Regions from separate parts of the Callithrix jacchus genome. Here region 1 is linked to region 2. A link is a contact called in public Hi-C data. All regions are on one chromosome and are shown on one strand. The core of a region is the stretch at or near the end of the contact, and the rest is flanking DNA. Distances in the headings are between cores, read along the strand shown. Region 1 overlaps DAB2 (DAB adaptor protein 2). Region 2 has its middle 92 kb from the start of DAB2.

The links. Hi-C and Micro-C count contacts between places; a contact is called where the count stands out from the background.
Region 1: a contact with region 2 is called in a Hi-C map of induced pluripotent stem cells, with 2.9 times the contacts expected there. The contact joins two enhancer-like sites. A contact is called at or near these places in 3 of 3 Hi-C or Micro-C datasets (induced pluripotent stem cells and skeletal muscle).

Annotation. Positions count from the first base shown.
Region 1 is chr2:166,188,427-166,191,126 of calJac240_pri, reverse strand. It overlaps DAB2 (DAB adaptor protein 2), which reads right to left. Exons shown (of 14, transcript XM_078365547.1): 11 at 1,108-1,740; 12 at 469-578. Among named protein-coding and RNA genes, the nearest start is that of C9, 14 kb to the left of the region's middle. Within about 2 kb of position 1,341, at least 3 of the 16 cell types and tissues checked have an H3K27ac peak or open chromatin away from gene starts, as enhancers often do.
Region 2 is chr2:166,005,268-166,007,967 of calJac240_pri, reverse strand. No RefSeq gene overlaps it. Among named protein-coding and RNA genes, the nearest start is that of DAB2, 92 kb to the left of the region's middle. Within about 2 kb of position 1,382, at least 2 of the 16 cell types and tissues checked have an H3K27ac peak or open chromatin away from gene starts, as enhancers often do.

The sequences.
Region 1 (2,700 bases), core at 92-2,591, 180 kb before region 2:
AGTTTAAATGAATGTTTATACTGTGAAGGTTCTTGGTAACAAATCTTAGTCAAACACGCTTTACCATCAAAAAGCTATTATAGCCAGGTGTGGTCACTCATGACTGTAGCCCCAGCACTAAGGGAGGCCAAGGCAGATGGATCACTTGAGGTCAGGAGTTTGAGACCAGCCTGGCCAATATGGCAAGACCCCATCTCTACAAAAAATAAAAAAATTAGCCAGGTGTGGTGGCATGTGCCTATAGTCCCAGCTACTTGGGAGGCTGACACAGGAGAATCTCTTGAACCGGGGAGGCGGAGGTTGCAGTGAACTGAGATTGCACCTCTGCAGTCCAGCCTGGGTGATAGAGTAAGACTCTGTCTCAAAAAAAAAAAAAAAAATGCTATTATAAAAGCAAGGTTAACTCAGGAGGCCAGAGATCTATGTGGCCTGCACTTTGGAGAACAGCTTCTAGTAGTTAATACTTACAGAGGCTTGTGACGAACCAAAAGAATCTTTAGAGAAAGGGTTCTCAAATGCATTGTCAGCAGATTTGGTAACTGGCAGGGAAACTTGTCTGGGCACTGGCTTTGGTGGTTCTAGAAGGCAAAAAATCCAGGCAATCAGTAGACAAGCTTTCCCCAAATATAAGCCAGTCCCCAAGTCAGCTTATCTTTGAAATTTAGTTCCATACTTTTGAAATTTACATCAGTGGAACAAAAATCAACACCAAAGTTTAGGTATCCCAATAATTGTCATCTTTCTCAGAAGAGAAAGCCATGCATATTTATCTGAAGTGCAAGAGACTCAGAATCACCTCACTTAAAGTCATGGAACATGGATGATGCCTTATTACACAGCCCTCCAGTCATCACATTTCAACTCATGACAGCCCTTTTAAGAATTATCACTAGAGGGCAGCATTGGGTCAGTCCTCAGATACAACTAAGATAAACAGTCATCACCAAAAGGTAAATGGTCAAGTTGTCTCCGTAATCCTTGATTACCAAAAGAAGCAAGAGCAAGGCTCTTGGTGAGTGGGAGAGGGTTCATTTGGAGGATTCATTTAGGTCCATGTGGCAGTGGAGATAGTTGTTGGAATAGTAGGCAGAGTGGTGAGTGGCTTACCGTTGATCTTACTCAGTAGTTGATTGGCATCAAGGTCATCATGGTCTGCATTCTCCTGAGGAATGCCAACCTTGCTGTTGAAATAACTGGAAAAGGCACTTGAAGTCCCAGAAGAAGTCTGCTCTCCCTTCCGTGCAGGCACAGTAGGTGGCTGCCGCAGTTGGAAGTCCTTAAACATTTCTTTCACATCCTTGATCTCTTTATCCCCAAGTGGGTCTAAGGCAGTGAAGGCATCACTGGAGATGTCCTTGGGAGGGCCAGCTCTGGGAGGTGGCTGCGGAGGAGTGACCAGGAGAGAGGACAGCATGGACGGGGACTGAGTAGACACAGCAGGAGCTGGAAAAATATTGCTCTGAAAAGGATTCCCCAAAGAGCTTGTTGCTGACCAAGCATTGGGTGTCACAGATGCAGAAGGGCCCCAGACAACAGGTACTGGAGAAGCAGTTGAGGCTGCAAAGGATGAAGGCTGGTTCCAACCTGGGACAGCTGGACTTGTACCAAAAATGACGGGCTGACCAAAACCTGCAGGTTGACCACCCATCATGGCTCCCGGAACCATTGAAGGGGACTGATTGAAGACCAAAGATGTTGTGTTCCATGGTCCCGCCTGAGGGAGTGTGACAGCTACACCACCTGAAGAAAGAGGAAGAAAAGTACTTATCAGGAGACAAGCTTGAAGAAGATTCTTGAATTTCAGAAAGCACAACTCTCTGGAAAGCTTCTACGCAGCTAAAACTTCCATCAAGCCCTGCGGCTGACATGGGAAGACTAAAGGTTCCGAGAGATTAATCGCTGTAAAAGTTGGCTAGCTAACAATGTAAGGTGAGCATTCATATGCTGGTTGCATTCTGAGGCTCATGTTCTTCCTACCATGCCTTTTGAGCTTTCCTCATTAGAAGGGTAATACAGTCTATAAGTACCTACTCATCAAAAAAATAAGCCCTTATCATATAGGCATTAGTTGTCTGATACATTTCAAACTAGAACAGAGCCTGTCAATAGTAGGAGATTATTTGTTAAGTGAATATATTTATATGCACAAACCATGCTGATTATGATGTAGTTAATTAAGATAATCCACTGGACTCTCTGAGTCATGGATGTGATCTTTTCATTTGGCAACTCGCTCATGTCTGGAGTCTTATGGAAACCAGTGATCACACATGTGCACAAGGCCTCAACATGCTTGCATCCTGAAGAAACCATTTCAGTTCCTTCACTTTTTAATGCTGCCAAGGCTGACACAGCTGCGTAAAGGGAAGATAAAGTTTGGCCAATACTAAGATAGCTTTAGACTTTTATATATAAAAATGGAGGAAAGGATGTTATCCTGGGAGGACTGTTTCACATAGAAGTGCTTCCTGCCACGTGCCACTTACTAAGCCTTGCCAGGAGTTAGAACAGAGGATTTAAAAGGGGAAGGGAGGGGGATAGGACAATGGAAACAAAAATCTTTCAAGGTAACTAATGGCCTGCGTTGGGGCATCTGATCTTTGTCGTGACTGGCTCCATCTCTCGTGGCCTTGCTATGTTATTAGGAATTCGTTAAATCACAACAATCCAGGTCTGTCCAATGATGACCTCTGATTCTTG
Region 2 (2,700 bases), core at 133-2,632:
GAGGCTGAGGCGGGTGGATCACAAGGTCAAGAGATCGAGACCATCCTGGTCAACATGGTGAAATCCCGTCTCTACTAAAAACACAAAAATTAGCTGGGCATGGTGGTGCGCGCCTGCAGTCCCAGCTACTCGGGAGGCTGAGGCAGGAGAATTGCTTGAACCCAGGAGGCAGAAGTTGCGGTGAGCCGAGATTGTGCCATTGCACTCCAGTCTGGGTAACAACAGCGAAACTCCGTCTCAAAAAAAAAAAAAAAAAAAAAAAAAGAGAGAAAAACACAGAAGAAACTTTCAAATAAAAGGGAGCTATCAATTGTGTGCCATGATAAAGGGAATCTATGGCTGGGTGCAGTGCCTGTAATCCCAGCACTTTGGGAAGCTTGGACACAAGGATCGCTTGAGCCCAGTTTGAAAACAGCCTGGGCAACGAAGTGAGACCCCTGTCCCTACAAAAACTCAAAAACTTAGCCAGATGTGGTTATGCACCTGTGGTCCCAGCTACATTGGAAGCTGAGGCAAGAGGATCACAAGAGCCCAGGAGGTTGAGGCTGAGTGAGTGAATACTCCAGTCTGGGTGACAGAGTGAGACCCTGTCTCAATAAAAGAGAATCTAAGTAGGGTGAAAGCTGAAAAGGGGTCACATGATAAAAAAATATAGTGAGTCATTCAGAATACTTCAAAAAGAAAAATAAATGTGTTTTATTTATGGAGTTTCTGGACAATGTTTTCAAATGACAAACAAAACTAATTTTCCACTGTTAACCAACTCCATAGGTCAAGCTAAGTTTTCATGTACATCGAACAATACAGTCATACTAAAAAGTGAAAACTTGCTAATAGGTCATTAGACATATGCTGCATCATCTTGTGGGCTGAACCGAGTCACCTGGCAAGCTTGGTGCACAAAAAGGCAGCTTGCATGGCTGAAACAAAGTGAGGGAAAGAGGACAAATTTAAGAGTTGGAGTCAGATAGAACTTTAAGGAAGAGTTCACGTCTTGAAAAATGATCGTACCAACGAGGATTTCACTCTGAATGAGATGGGAAACTTAAGGAGGTTTGGAGCAGAGGATTGACATGATTTGATTTCTGTTTCCACAGGATCACTCCCGATACTCTGTTGAGAATAAAGTATGGGGCAAGGGGAGGTGAAAGCCGACAGACCAGTCTGGAAGCTACTGGGATCCAAAATTGACATGAGCGTGGTTTGGACGGGTGGTAATTGCTGCTATGGAGATAAGAAGTCAGATAGTAGATGTGTTTTGAAGGCAAAGCCCACAGAGAAAATACTAGAAAGAAATTGGAACTGTGCATATACACGATTGCTTTATCCTAGGGCTTTTTTTTCCTTTCTTTCAGTAAAAACTAGCTGGTTGGAGGTGGAAGCAATGTTGAGATGGATTGTTTCCACACTCAAAGAAACACAGCGTAGTTGGATGATAATGAGAAAACTGCAGTGGTAAGGAAAAACTTAAACCAGGGGCAAATGGCCAGAGCAATGTCCTTGAAAAGATAAGAGGAGCAGGGAGCTATGCCAAGGGGAAGGGCTGGCCCACTCCTGCTTAGCCCTCTCTACTCTGACCTAATACCTCCCAAACTCTTGAACAGATCCCTTTTTAATGCTAACAACTCTCAAGGATTATCTATGTTAGTGGTTGTACTCTGAGTACTCACTGACCCACTGATGAAGAAAACACAGAATTATGACTTTTTTTTTTGAGATGAAGTTTCGCTCTTGTTGCGGAGGCTGGAGTGCAGTGGCATGATCTCGGCTCACTGCTACTTCCCCCTCCTGGGTTCAAGCGATTCTCCTGCCTCAGCTTCCTGAGCAGATGGAATTACAGGCACCCACCACCACGCCCAGCTAATTTTTTTTTTTTTTTTTAAGATGGGGTCTCACCATGATGGCCAGGCTGGTTTTGAACTCCTGACCTCAGGTGATCCACCCACCTTGGCCTCCCAAAGTGCTAGGATTACAGGTGTGAGCCACTGTGCCCAGCCATTTTTTTTTTTTTTAAGTAGAGATGGGGTTTCACCATGTTGGCCAGGCTGGTCTCAAACTCCTGACCTCAGGTGATCCACCCTCCTCAGCCTCCCAAAGTGCTAGGATTATAGGCATGAGCCACTGTCCCCGGCCTGACTTTATCATCAACACTAACAATAGTTAAATTACATTTAAGAAAAATAAGTTATGTGATAGGCATTTTGTTATGGCTGTTTGGACCGTACTCAATATTTGGTGCGTACATAGACTAACATATCCCTTGAAACCCTAAAGATTCATGCCTACAGTTCACGATTTGGAAAACTTGCTTTCGTAAAACTACAGAGCCCTTGGCTTTCTGAATATGCCTGGGTACTTTTGAACATGCTGTTTCCTCCAGGAGGCCCTTTCATCTTACCTATCCTTAAGGGCATAGGTTTAATTTCTTCTCCACTCAATCACAGTTAGACTTCACATTTTCCTTTGTGTTCCAATAACCATTTATTCTTGTGCTTCGAACTACTCATATTCTGTTTATGTAGTAATTGGATATGCAACTTATACCTCTAGACCCTTAAACACTAAATTTATGTCCTGTGCAAATACATATCTGTATACATATGTTTTCTCTTCTATCACCTAAGGTTATTTCAGCCTGAAATGATGTCATGTTCATTTTTGTTTTCCAACAGTGGATAGTTCAGTACTAAATGGAATAGA